Linked DNA regions of Mus musculus: regions 1 and 2 are each linked to region 3. A link is a contact called in public Hi-C data. All regions are on one chromosome and are shown on one strand. Each heading gives the region's core, a stretch centred on a gene start, on an enhancer-like site or on the middle of the called end of the contact. The rest is flanking DNA. Distances are from core to core; before and after follow the strand shown.

The links. Hi-C and Micro-C count contacts between places; a contact is called where the count stands out from the background.
Region 1: a contact with region 3 is called in a Hi-C map of Th1 cells, with 5 times the contacts expected there. The contact joins the enhancer-like site here to the promoter of Prkcq in region 3. A contact is called at or near these places in 2 of 484 Hi-C or Micro-C datasets (CD8 T cells and Th1 cells) and 3 of 115 datasets of contacts at active chromatin or transcription factors (memory CD8 T cells, regulatory T cells and thymic regulatory T cells).
Region 2: a contact with region 3 is called in a Hi-C map of hematopoietic stem and progenitor cells, with 2.9 times the contacts expected there. The contact joins the enhancer-like site here to the promoter of Prkcq in region 3. A contact is called at or near these places in 1 of 39 promoter capture datasets (the HPC-7 cell line), 2 of 484 Hi-C or Micro-C datasets (hematopoietic stem and progenitor cells and natural killer cells), 8 of 115 datasets of contacts at active chromatin or transcription factors (the 230-238 cell line, astrocytes, bone marrow-derived macrophages and 4 more) and 2 of 9 other capture datasets (adipose tissue and liver).

The regions. Positions count from the first base shown.
Region 1 is chr2:11,621,927-11,626,509 of GRCm38.p6, forward strand. No RefSeq gene overlaps it. Among named protein-coding and RNA genes, the nearest start is that of Il2ra, 19 kb to the right of the region's middle. Within about 2 kb of position 2,000, at least 35 of the 459 cell types and tissues checked have an H3K27ac peak or open chromatin away from gene starts, as enhancers often do. A contact at or near this core is called in CD8 T cells, Th1 cells, memory CD8 T cells and 1 more, where this site is marked.
Region 2 is chr2:11,543,136-11,547,722 of GRCm38.p6, forward strand. It overlaps a transcript of Pfkfb3 not described here. Among named protein-coding and RNA genes, the nearest start is that of Gm10851, 24 kb to the left of the region's middle. Within about 2 kb of position 1,401, at least 68 of the 459 cell types and tissues checked have an H3K27ac peak or open chromatin away from gene starts, as enhancers often do. A contact at or near this core is called in the HPC-7 cell line, bone marrow-derived macrophages and hematopoietic stem and progenitor cells, where this site is marked.
Region 3 is chr2:11,169,131-11,173,951 of GRCm38.p6, forward strand. Prkcq (protein kinase C, theta) reads left to right here and starts at 3,252. Exons shown (of 18, transcript NM_008859.2): 1 at 3,252-3,330.

The DNA.
Region 1 (4,583 bases), core at 750-3,249, 450 kb after region 3:
TTAGGGGTTTTAAAGTTTCTTAGGCCATATTGATCATACGTCCTATTCACTTAGGCTAACATCCTTTGTCTTGCCCCCAAGCCCATCTCTGTTTTCATATATTTTGTGTGTGATGCACTGAGTCTCATTAGGATGCTTTCAGGAGAACGGGTGACCGGCTATTTACAGGAGCACAGATACCTTACACTACTGAAGAAAATAGAAAATGTTTCTCAATTCCCTAGCAACCATGAGCTGCCTAAACATGCCCAGGAAGAACCAGAGCCCCCAGGGTCCCTCTCTGTTCCATGACAGCATGTTGACTATTCCAGTCTTTCATAGGAAAACACAGTTGCTATGAGTTCATGGCTATAACAGCCAGGACATGCCCACAAGGCAGAATTCCACGACACCCCACCACTTCTTCCAACTCTCACATTTTTCCTGCCCTGTCTTCTTGGATTTTCCTGTGCTTCAGAGGGAGTGACATAGCTATTCCATTGTTGGCCGGGCACTCAACCATCACATATTCCCAGGGTTTTGACAGACTGAGTCTCTGAAGTTAGCATTGCCCACTACAGAAAAATGACTCTCCTCTGAGCAAATATAAATGTAAACATAATATTTAGAAGTCAGCTTGATATCCACTTAGAGGAGGGGCAGTAGCGTCCATACTAGGGTCTGTAACTTCTCCCATCATGGGCTTTAAAATGCTTTATTAAACCAGACTGTTCCGTAGTGTGAGCTAAGCATCAGGATGAAGAGCCCAGAGACCAGATAAATTGAGGTCTTGCAAAGTCATGTCCTCAGGACAAAGGGAAAGGTGTTGTTTTGGTTTCTCTCACTCTAACTTGCCAGTGAAGGTAGGACAGTGCACCAGAGAGGATGGCTTTATCAAAACATCTGTTAGTGTGACCTTCAGAGAAGCCTTCAGGTGAATTTCTCGACTTTTCCCCTTAACAGATATTTTCTTTCCTCTTTGCTTCCTACCTCTCATTTCCTTTCTATTTAGAGATTTTCCTTGAACAAAAACAAAGGTCACTTCTATTACAAAGAAAAGTTGAAGATTAGAATTTAATATTTGTCTCTCTTGGAGTGCTGGTTTTCTGTGCTCCAAAGAGGACATTTTGCTCCGCTAGATATGAACATTGTTCCAGAAAAGAAAGGAAGTCTGAAACTTCTTCTTCACATTCACATGGGGGCTGTTGGAGACCACGAGGTGGCTTGGCTCTGCACCATCGAGAAGGAAAGAAGGTCTTGGAATTGAGCAGCCCCCATAGAATCGCCCGGGGTTAAGGGGGCAAGCAGCTGTAGGCCCTACTGCCTTGTTCAGTGTGAGATCATTTCTACTATACCCACAGAACTGGAACTTCACTCGGCTGTCCTTTAATGTGGTCTGTCCCCTCCAAATCTCAAGTCGAAATTCGGTTGTCACTGTGGTGGTGCTGCTGCTGGGAGATGGGAGCCTTCATGAGGCGGTTAGACCGTTAGCTGTGACTAATGCCATTCTCATGGGAACAGCTTGTCATGAAGCAGGCTGCCCCCCCTCCTCTCTCTCATTTTTTTTTTTTTTTTGAGACAGGGTTTTTCTGTATAGCCCTGGCTGTCCTGGAACTCACTTTGTAGACCAGGCTGGCCTCGAACTCAGAAATCCACCTGCCCCTGCCTCCCGAGTGCTGGGATTAAAGGCGTGTGCCACCACGCCCGGCTGCCCCTCTCTTTCTGTCAGCTCCAAAAATATCTGCTTGCCTTTCCTTTTTCTTCCATGGGTTGAAGCAATATGAAGTCTTCGTGAGAAGCTTAAAACACTCTGATGCCATGTTTGGAAATTCCCAGTCTCCTAAATCTAGAAAGACTTAGGGAAAAACTTTCATTTTGGGGTGATGGAGAGGAGGCTGTGGAGACAGGGCCTCATGTAGCATAGGATAGCCTTCTGCCTATGCCTCCTAAGTGCTGGAATAACAAGGATGCACCATGACTCATGACGTAATCACTATCTCAGGGTTTGTTGTTGCTGTTGTTATAGCAACAGAAAATGGAAGAAACCAGGGCGCTCATTCATTTCACCTCACTCCTTTCTGACTACTGAAGCTTTGGGGAAATAAATGGAACATGAAGATTAAAGTATCCACACTGTGGTAAATCTAGATTGGAATACATGATGGATCTGAGGCATAAATGACTAGAGGCTTGGGACTTACATGTGGGGAGTTGGGGTAGGGAAGAGACTCTTGTTCAGCTACTCTATGGAGGAAGAGGCTTGTCTTGACCTGCTTCAGAGCAGAGAGCTTACACCACCCTTTGTACATTCATTCTCTTGGGAGCAAAAATATTGGCCAATGCTCACTAGACTTAGCCCATCAACTTCTTCTTCTTGGAAGAAGACTAGAAAGAGGGTCAAGAAGATGACAACTTCTATTCAGTACTCCTAGTAGCTAGGATGCAATACACAGATGTTGTCTATACCTAGATTTATATTTCTTGCTTGAAATAATGGATTGGTAGGAACATGGCTTTAAAGAATTGTGCTTAAAGAATTGAGATTATAAAGTTGCTACAAACGATTTATTAAATCTAGAACTAGGAGTTGTTGAGGGCTGTGGACATGGCTCAGTGGAAGAACTTGCCAAGCATTTCCATACCCAGCTTGGGAATAGGCCCATGCTTGTAATTCTGGAATTAGAGAGGCTGAGGCAAGAGGGATCTTAAGTTCAATACCAGCTTGGGCTTCCTGTCATGACCCTACCACAACACAAGCTGGGGAAGGGCAGCCACTATTCTAATTCTTTCCTGTGTCATTGGGAGAGGAAGGGCTCCCTAAGGAACTCTGGTTAGCCTGGTGTTTACTCTGTAGACCAAGCTAGCTTCAAAGTTGCTATGGTCCTCCTGCCTCTGACTCCTAGATGCTAGGATTATGGGCATACAGCAACATGCATGGTTTTCTTTAAATCCATTCTGAATTTTACATTAATATCTTTAAATTTTATTTTATTATTTTTAGTGTGTATCAGTGTTTTGCTTGCATGTAAATCTGTGCACCATGTGTGTACAGTTCCCATGGAGGTCAGAAGAGGGCTTTGATCCTCTGGGATTAGAGTTACAGATGATTGTGAGCATCTATTTGGGTGCTGGGAATTAAAACCTGGGTCGTCTAGGAGAGAGGTTAGTGCTTTTAACCACTGAGCCAATTCTCTAGCCACAGACTTTTATATTTTATAGTTAAGTTTGTTTTCCTTTATGTACCTACTCAGCCCACAGTCACTGTCGTTAGAATTGTCTATCTCCCCTTCCCAACACACACACTTTCCTGCAACTACAACCATCTGGTTGACCAAGGCTTTTGGCACTGCTGTCTGCTTCTTGAGATAAGACTGGGCATATTCAGGATGGTATGATGACCCTTTTGACTGCGCCAGAAAGCAACAGGAATGGGGCTCTGGCTTGGGGAAATTCAGATTCATTGGCTGTTTATGGATAATCACATACTTACTGAGAAAAGGAATGAGTAAGACTGGGAGCTATAGGCAGAGCCTTGTAATGTTTATTCATTAAACGTCTCTACTTCTTTCCCTTTAACTCATTCAAGCTACCATACCTAATGAGCTCCCTGGGTCTTGTGAAAAACTCCTATATCTTCCCATAAATCTGCTCTCCTCAAAGTGTTTTTTTTGTAAAATAGAACAACATAATTTAACATGCCTTGTCTTTGAGAAGGTTTAATTAGTAGCTCCAACTTGATGTTCTAAAAGTCAAACCATGTTTGCTACTCTCACATTGTGGTGTGTGTGTGTTTGTGTGTGTACATTCCTGTGGAGGCTAAAAGACAGTCTCAGGTACCATCCTCTGGGATGTGTCATCCACCTTGATTTTTAATACAGGGTCTCTGACCTGATGCTCACTAAAGAGGTTAGGTTCGCTGGTCACATGAGTTCTGGTGACACAACTCAGGTCCTCATGCCTGCACATCGAGAACTTTACCAACTTAGCCATTTCTCTATTCTCATTTCTTCATCTTGAATATCAATTGCTAAGTAAGACTTAAGTCATACATTCAATGGAGACTACATTTTAAAATTATCTACAAGTACTTGAGAACTTGATGACGCCTCAGCCCTGGGTCATGTAGACTGAGTCTGAAACTCCATGTATAGAGCTTAGCGTAAAAAGAAACTACGGTTACCCAGAAAATTCTAAGAATTACCCACAACTGAAAAAAACCTAGCATGTGACACATTTTATGCCCTGGTATACTCAATAACATAGAGCAAAACTCAGTCTTTGCCATGTACCTTGCTTGTCAATGGTTTCAACGGCAAGGAGATCAAACACAAACATAAGGACGAGATAATGTGGGGTCATCAATTGCAGAAGATGTCCCATCTGTGAATGTGATATATATGATGGACAGGTCTATGTCTATGTATGTATGTATGTATGTATGTATGTATGTATCTATCTATCTATCTGATAGATATGAAATCTGTACCATCTGCTCAAATTTGCTGTTCACCAAAATCTGCTCTGAAAAATACACCCTTTTCCCCTCTGAGACAGGGTTTCTCTGTGTAGCCCTGGCTGTTCTGGAACTTGCTCTATAGACCAGG
Region 2 (4,587 bases), core at 151-2,650, 370 kb after region 3:
CCTGCAACCCCAATCCCAGGGGGTCCAAGGCCCTCTACTGACCTCCACAGGCAATGCACACATGTGATACACAGACATAAAAATTAAAATGTTTAAATATTTTAAAAATTAAATTGCAGGAGCTGGAGAGGCAGCTCGGTGGACAAGAACACTGGCTGCTCTTTCAGAGGAGCCAGGTTTGGTTCCCAGAACCCACGTGTCAGTTACTCCAATTCCAGGGGGATCCGACGCCCTCTGTTGGTCTCTTTGGGCACTCCTTGCACACAGTACACAGATGTATCTCTAAACAAAACACCCGTAAAATAAAAATAAGTAACATCCTTGTTTCTTCCTTTTGTTTTTTTGTTTTTTCCAGACATGGTCTATCTGTGCATAGCACTGGCTGTTCTGGAAGTGCACCACCGTCACCCGGCAATAAACAACATTTAATAAACACTTTTCTTAAATTGCTAGACATGGTGGCAAAAATCTCTCATCCCACACTTGAAAGGCTAAGGCAGTAGATTTCCGTAAGTTCAATGCGAGTCTGGACAGGGCTATGTAGAGAAAATCTGTTTAAAAAAAATTACAGTATATACATATATACATACACACACACACACACACACACACACACACACACCACACATACACACACATGACAAGCTTTAGGCCACCCAAGGGTATATAATGAGACCCTGCTTGAAGAAAAAAATATATATATATACATATATACATTTGCATGTGTGTGTGTGTGTATTCATGTTGCAAGACTGGCCTGGAACGCAGAGATCCACTTGCCTCTGCCTCCCAAGTGCTAGAATTAAAGGCGTGTGCCACCATGCCTGGCCTTAAAAACATTTTTGCAATAAGATGAACCTATGATGCCCGCTTTGGGGGAGGGCTGAAGCAGAAGATTACAAGATCAAAGCCTGGCTAGCCTATAGATAGTTAAGCAGCCTGAGATCCTGCCTCAAGGAGGTTAAGAGTAAACTTGAGAACTGGAGATGTGCTCCGTGGTGGAATGCTGGTTTAACATGCCTGGGGACCTGGGCTCTATCCCTAGCACTACCAGTTTCCCAGTAAAGCTGGGCATGGTGGTACTTGGGGAGGTAGAGACAGGAGAGTCAGGATTTAGGCCAGCCTTAGCTTATGACCAACCTGGGCTACAAAAGACGCTGCCTTGGGGTGGCAGAGTTCCTGAATTAATTGTAAAGTGCAACTCAGACAAAAACGTCAGGTTTTGGCCTTCTGCTACTAATGCTTCCGTGCCCACTGATCTCAGATGGCATCTGGCTGCCAGCAGGCTCAGATCTCAACAGAAAGGGCAGCCTTGCCCTAAAGTCTGTCTGAGCCCAAGTCAGACCTTCACTTTCTCTCTTCTGGTTCAAAGTGCACACTTCCTTTGAGGTATCTCCCTAACTTCCCCTTTGCCTCCACTAACTGATTAGCCCTTCCTTTCTCAGTGCAACTGGATGGTCAGTCAAAGCAGCCTTAAAGAGAAAGGTTACAGAGTCCAAAGCCCTACACTAACAACACCGTGGCGGCAGAGCAGCTAACCTAAAAGGATTTGGTATCTCAGTGTCCACGTGCATCAGGGGCACCTGAGCCTCTGAAAAATTCTCCTTGGGAAAGGGGAACAAGACAATCGTCCTGACAGAGTGTCTGCAAAAAAAAAGAGAGAGGTTGTTGCTGAGTAGTCGGAGAGGACAGTTTCTGAAGCAAGGTCAGAGGGAGGGCAGGTTAACCTTAAGCCTGTCTGCTCTTCTTCAAGTACCTCGATCATCTCCGCTAAGGCTTGAGACACCCTGGAGCGAAGACTCCTCGCTGAGATCCTAAGGCGCACCACCAGGAGTTGTACACACAGTTATGGGGAAACGGGAAGAGGGACAGTGCTCCCCAGACCAGAGCTGCTCCTCCTCAGCCTCTTCTCACTGGTGTCTACTCTGCAGTTGTTTTGGGGGGTAGGGGGGAAGAAGGGGCTAGCTTCTTGGTATCTGAGATAGGGTCTCATATGGCCCAGGATAGTCTCAAATTCTCTATGTAGACTGGGCATGGTGGTCCCACACCTTTAATCCCAGAATTTGGGAGGCAGAGAGACACAGGCAGGCAGGTCTCTATGAGTTCAAAGTCAGGCTGATCTACAGGGTGAGCTTTTGGACGTCATGGATTACATAGAAAGACTGTCTCGTTTTCTGTAGAGTTCGAGTTGTCTGACATTTAAAGAAAATAAAGCAAATAAAATTAAAGGAAACAAACTCCCTAAGTTTTTCTAGCTTCTTCACAAGTGCTGGGAACTAACAGTAAGGTGCTTTGTGTGAGTCTGTACTTGACTCACACTATACTTGGGCATACAAAGAAAATTCAAGGGCCTCCAACTTTCCCTCTAACCTACTGTAAAAGTGCATAGTCACCCTTTCCCTAGACAGCAGGAGGGACTTACACAGACGTTAGACTGTGGGAAGCCTATCAGGAAGCAAGCTTGTACTTAGGACAGCCTGCCCTGAGACACAGAGTTGCAGGCAGGCTTAGTGAGGGGATACAATGTAGTAACAATGTCAAGTTCAGTACTCAAGTCAGAGCCAAAGGAATAGAGACTGGAGGCAGGGTCTTTCACATGTCACTCACCTGAGAACTCAGCTTCTCACCTACACACACTGACAGATACACAGCACTATCTTTGGGGGGACAAAATTGCAGCTGGAATCCTTCCATCCCCTGTCCCCCTCAAGTGGCTCAGCCAGACCTTGTAGCCAAGGATGACCTTGAACTCTGATCTTCCCAAGTGCTAGGATCTCAGATATGCACCAACACGCTCAGGACTGTGAAGCAAGCCAGGGGTTCTGTGCATGCTAGACAAGCCGTTTATCAACTGAGCTACGATACCTACCGAGACACACACACCCTTTTCTTCTTACATCCAGTTTTGCTCTGAAGCCCCGCAAGCCAAACACACTTGGTGTCTGTGTGTAACAAGCATCCAAGCAACTGGACAACACCGACCTCAGAGTCAGAGCCAAGAGAGCATTAGCTCACTTCCTTCTCAGACACATAGGTAAATGGACTCCAGTGGCTTCAATGAAATCACTCAGACAGTACTTGATGAAGGTGACCTATGAGTGTCTCGTTTCCTAGCTTCCAAGTCATTCCACTGCCTCTTCCTGCCTAAGCCACTCCCAGAACCGTCTCGCGGGAGCGCAGTGACCGAGGTATACTTATTTACAGACTGACTGGTCAGTGAACCCGATCATCATCCTGTGGGATGAGTGGCCCCCACCTATGCTGAGGGCTGGATAGCAGATACTAAAACAGACTTGAAACTATTACCTTCCCTCAGACCACAGAGCTCCTGTGGGATCAATGAGAGAATCAGTGGCTGACAAAGCTCCCTCCTTAAGGATGTCTTGGGGTCTGCACTTAGAGAGAAAAAAGGAGGTCCTGACTGGGATATAGAGTCGAGGCCTTTTTTCACCAATGAGCATATATCTCTCACGTGATGCCGTCTCTCTACTTCTCACAAAGAGCTTGATTGTTAATAGAGGTTTAGTGTATCACTTGCTGTTTTTCTGACATAGATAACACACCATACCATGCCACAACATACCATGCCATTCTGTGCCAGACCAGACCAGACCAGACCAGACCAGACCAGACCAGACCAGACCAGACCAGGCCAGGCCAGGCCAGGCCAGACTACACAGCATGTGACAGATTGGGTCCATGTTCGAAAGGCAGATGCAAAGGCAGCTCTGTTCCTCACATAATTTGCTGTGTGACTTTTAGCAAGATACCTAACCCTTCTCAGCCTCTCTTTGCTTATTTCTCAAGCAGACATACTAATACTAAGGGGTCTCTGAGGGTGGACCTGAAGGTCACAGACTCACACAAAGAGCCTTGAGGGTGGACCTGAAGGTCACAGACTCACACAAAGAGCCTTGAGGGCGGACATAAAGGTCACAGACTCACACAAAGAGTCTTGAGGGTGGACCTGAAGGTCAAGGATTCACACAAAGCACCTTGAGGGTGGACCTGAAGGTCACAGATTTACACAAAGAGCCTTACTGTTAGGTCCCAGCACCTGCAAAGAAGCTAGAAGAACTTAGAGAGTTTGTTTCCTTTATTTTTTTTTATTCGTTCTTGGAGGAGTCTGGGCCTGGTTATTTTTATGGTTTTTAAAACTCTACTTCCTTGCTTTTTTTGATTGGTTTTGGTTTTGAACTTTGTGAGACAGCGGTTTATGGCCCAGGCTGTAACTGGATTTTCAGCTGAGGGTAACCTTTACCGCCTTCCTCCTCCACTCAAGTACTGGGCTGCAGGTGTGAACCACAGGCCTGGCCTTTGATTTTGTTTAGGGAATGGTCACAGTTCTTCTTCTTCTTCTTCTTCTTCTTCTTCTTCTTCTTCTTCTTCTTCTTCTTCTTCTTCTTCTTCTTCTTCTTCCTCCTCCTCTTCCTCCTCTTCCTCCTCTTCCTCCTCCTCCTCCTCCTCCTCCCCCTCTTCCTCCACAGTTCTTTTTTGAGACAAAGTCTCTCTGGTGCTCTGGCTGTCCATAAACTCACTGGGGCATTAACTCACTGTGCAGACCAGGCTGGCCTTGAACTCACAGAG
Region 3 (4,821 bases), core at 2,002-4,501:
GCAGGGAAGATCGGAAGTTCAAGGTCATCCTCAGCTATGTAATGAGTTTGAGGCCAGCCAGGGTTTTCACGACACCCTGCCTCAAGGATCAAACACAATAAGCAAGCAGACAACAGCAACTGGAGTTTAGTTACTTCTAGCAAAATTCAAGTTTTGCTTCCAGGTTTAAAGACCTCTTTGGGAAAAATAAATGAATAGCAATAAATAAAGTTTCAGTGTAGACTGTACAGTGAGGTTTTTTTTTTTAAAGCAGCAAACACTTGCCCATGTTTTGAGTTTAAAATGTCCGATTTTGTTCCTGCCTCTGTCTCTTTTATCTACCCATAACTTTTACACTTTCCAAATAAATTTACACTAACTTTCACATGTTACTTGAGTCTCCATTTACTTCTAATTCCTTCAATAGACTAAGGCTGGCTACTTTGCAAATAGTCTCTGACAGGCTTTAGAAAGAGGATGTCTGGATGTCAAAGACCTCACAAAATCGTCTGGAATGATGTCCTTCAAATGGTGGTTTCCTGTCGCAAGAAATGTCCTTGTCTCATGACACTGTCTTTAAGTTGCCTATATTTGTCACACCCTAGTTCTCCAAAGTTCCATTGGTCTCCAAACTGAGGCTCAAACTAAGAACTGTTCTTTGTGCTCTGTATTCTGAATCCCTTATGAGGCTAATCCCAGAGAAAGGTGCAAGTGTGGATGCCATAGGAGATGGAGCCACAGTCTTCAACTAAGTCCCAGAGGAAAGCACGGTGATGCCATGGGGGCTCTTTTCCAAATTCCAAGTTGCCACAGGTCCAGGAAAAAGTCACTCTGGAGTTCCTTGTTCCTTAGCCCTCAGTGGCCAGAGTCGGAACAGCATCTTTCCCACGCAGAAGGAAGCAACTAACCCACCGGGTACTCAGTGCAATTCTGGGAAACTTTAGGGCAGACATTGAAGGAGAAAAGAAACACATAACTGAAAGTTGGGGTGTTTTTAACACAATGGGTAGAACCTTGCCACCCACACACCATCCTCTCCCGGAAATGCCATTTCCTCTTCCAGGAAACAAAGGTGTGGAGAGTTCTGAGCAGCAGCTGGGTATCTGAAACAAGGGAGACAAACTCTGATAGAAAGAAACACTCTGCAGCCTGGGGAAGCAGAGTTGGTTCTGTACCATAAGGAGGCCAAACAGTTGACAGGTTCCCGCTGCACTTGACATAGACCAAGAATACAGTTCCATGCTTTTAAACATACTGTTAAGGCCAAAATAAAATCATTTTTCTGAGATACATGATAGAGTATTATTTCAGAAGATCCAGCTTTCAGGGTAAAGAACTTCTAACTATTGAACTCTGTAGTTATAGGATATCAGAATACCACAGGCCTTCCAAACCCAGAGGTTCTAAAGCGATGGAAACCAAATACTAAAATCAGTGCTGTAGGGATGAAGGTTGCATTCAATTATGTTTAAGAGGGATACTAAAGAGTACTCAAGGTTTGAATTCTGATTCTTTCTAATCACATAACAATATAATGTATAATAATGTAATGCTGATTATATTACATAATATTTCAAAACATTATTATTTTCATGTGTCAAGTGGGGATGATAATAATGGTTATGATGTTAGCTACTTCATTAGATTATGAAGGTAGAATGAACAATGTATGTAATTCTTCCCACCACAGGCCTACTATGTATAAGTATTTACTATGTTGCCAACATCCTGTCATTTGTATATAACCTTTTAAAAGCAATTGAAGCCTGATTTACAGAAACAGGCTGTGGATGGTCAGTAGTAGAGTCTCTACAATGTGTTTTAAATAATTAATCAGAGGACATATGAAGGTCCCTAAGCCCCTGCATATATTTAATCTCCTAAAATACTCAGTGGGAAACATAGTCATGGAGAATATGTTTCCTGACTTAAGGCATAGCTGTGTGATCACTCTGTCATTTCTCCCCAACCCAGTAGGATCTACTGAAGACTGGCTGGAGAAGCCAGTCCTTTCATCTTTGAACAAGAGGATCCTTAGCAGTCACAGACTGGGGCAGAAGTGGGGACCATCACTCCAGCCCTTTGACCTTGTTCCCAGGCATGACACACTTTTCTGCCAAATGTAATAGCCAAAATATAATGGAGGCCTACTATGTGCCAGACTTTGATGTCCTGAGGTCATCATACTTCAGGGCTGGAAGCACAGCCTCTGTATTGTAAGATCCTGACTTGTGGGCTAGTTCAGTGCTTATGTATCAACAAATGGCAAAGTGGATTAATTTTGGCCAAATATTTTTGTAACCTTTAAAACTCTGTGCATTGGTTTTGATGGTTCATATACATTATAGGGAAGTATCGCCATTTGTGGCTTCTTAACACAGCCCCAAGTATCAGTTGATCAAGTCACCAAGCACTTCCATGTCTCAGTGTCATCTGTAGAGTCACATTAGAAGCTGAAACTCTCCGTACCTGTGGCCATTTAAAGATGATGTATGTCAGTAACCAGAAGCCTGCTGAGGAGAACATGGGGTAGGGTGGAGTATTTAAATAGTGTTACTATTTAAATTCTCATACTAATCTGGCCTTCCTGTACTGCACAACAAAAATGTAATTTTATTAAGTGCGCGAAAATCTACCACCCCTTGTTATAGAGACAATCATGAACATTAGCAGCATGGCATAAAAACTCTTAAAAAGACAAATACACCCTAGTGACGAAAAGTTGCTGCCGAAATGCTGTACAGTTTACAGCAGTTCAAAACATCAAAAATCATTCATAAGACTCCACCAAGAAGCCTCTATGCCACTACAGAGCTGTGTCCAAACACACTCGTAGGTAATTAAAAAGCAAACCAAAACAAAAGCAACTCGTAAGCCCTTTGTAATGCAAAATGGATTAAATAAAACACTTCTTTCTGCCGGCGACCTTAGCCCTTCCCACTGGCTGCTCATTTATGGTTTTTCAGCTAAGCAAGAAGAGACTGCTCTCGCGCCCCCCTTTCTGGCACTCAGGCGGCTGAGGCTCTGGCGTCCGTCCCGCTTCGCGCTGCCTGCGGCGTCGCTCCCCGCCCGGTGACTGCTTCATCCAGACCTCCTGCAGCCTCCGGGTCCCAGTCGCGGCAGAGCGACAAGTGGCCAGTGAGGCGTGAGGATGGAGGGTGGGGACAGAGCCAGCAGGAGGAAGGCCGAGAGCGCTCGCGGAACGCAACCAGGCGCGCGTCCCTGAGCCGGCGTGGCGAGCGCCCTCTGGCCGGTGCCGCCACCGGAGTACCCTTGGGTCGCCAGGCCCGCGCCAGTCCCCGCCATCCGAGCAACAGCGGCGCTGCTCTGGGACCGCGGCCGCGACACCAGGTAGGACCCAGGGTCCCAAGTTACCACCGAGGAGTGAGCAGACTGGAGGTGCCAAAGATCAGGGCCTGAAGGGCCACCCGAATGTCTCTTGCAAGTGTTCCAGGAAAGGGTAGGGGACTGTCAGGAGTAACAGGGGTGAGAACAAAATCGAGAAAAAGCAAACTTTGGGGCTCCTCCAGTCGTTGGTTTCTTGTGTGCTGGCGACCTTGACCAGTGGAAGCTGGGGTCAGGGACTGAGGGGCGCTTCCTTCTTCCTTTGCGTTTCCTTAGCACCCGAGGAAAGGCAGGCTAGGAAAAAGGAAACAGTTGCAACTTTATGTGTTCTCCACAAAACAAAAACAAAAACAAAACCATAGACTTGTAAGGAGTGTTTTCTGTCCTAGGAGACCTGTCCATGGAGAACACCTAGTTTTCTGGGAATTTGCTGCAGCGCTTGATTCGGGTTTTTGTTTGTTTTGTTTTGTTTTTCAGGGGCTAGGTTGTATTTTAGGTGTTTGTTTGTTGTTTGATTTTAAAAGTTGAGGTATTCACTTCCTTAGAACAAGATTATTTTCTAGCTTTGAGTGTCACATGTTAAGATGCATTTTGTTATATGCAACCTCTTTGTTCCACTGGAGTTTTAAGAGCTGGCATTATCAAAGTACCACGGGTGACTTTAATGACTCCATGTGGGCGTGGGAGAGAGGTCCAACGGCGGGCTGAACCTTAGTGATTCTGGTGTTCTCTGCAAGGGGAGCGTCACAGAGCTGCCCTGTCCTCTGGGCTGTCCTGCTACTATGTGGGCTGGCCATGGTGCTAATAAAAGATTATTCAGTGGTGACACAGCTGGGTATGTGTGGAGATGGGAGGGCGGAGGGCAGGGGTGGGGGTTGGGGGGGAGGGAGAAAGAGCTTGGGCTGTCAGTGGGAAAAATGGACCGTTTGTGCCCAAGCCCCAGTCCTTTAAGCTGCAGGTGCCTTTTGAGAACACAGACCTAGACTGGGGAATTGTGTGATGAACCTCAGACAAGATATGGGGGATCTGCCTTTGTCTTCTCAGCTCAGTTCATTTGTCCCTTTCATTTAGCAAAGGAAAAGTCTCGGGATTCAGGAGTCAAGGAAACAGAACTTAATGGCTCCGTGCATTTGTCCTGGAAGCCATGCCCACCACTGCTTCTTCCTCCCCAGGGCTTGTTTCCTTGCCTGAGTAGTCCTTTTCTAAGATCTTGAGTACCTCACCCCACCCACACCCCAACCTTGTGAAACATCATCTTCATCCCGCCGCACCCCCCACCCCCTTATCTTTGAGAATGTGTAAAATGGCAGGCTTAAATGAGGATGCTTGCTCTCTCTTTTTTTAAAAAAAAATGCTGTGTCTTGTGGGAAGAAGGGTGACATTTACTAATTTGGTTGCAAATTACTTTTGAAGTTTATGCACAGCTGTTTAAAATCCCCCAGAGATCAGTGCCATTGTCTGATGCAGGTGTCTACCACAGAAAGATCTTGTTAGGCT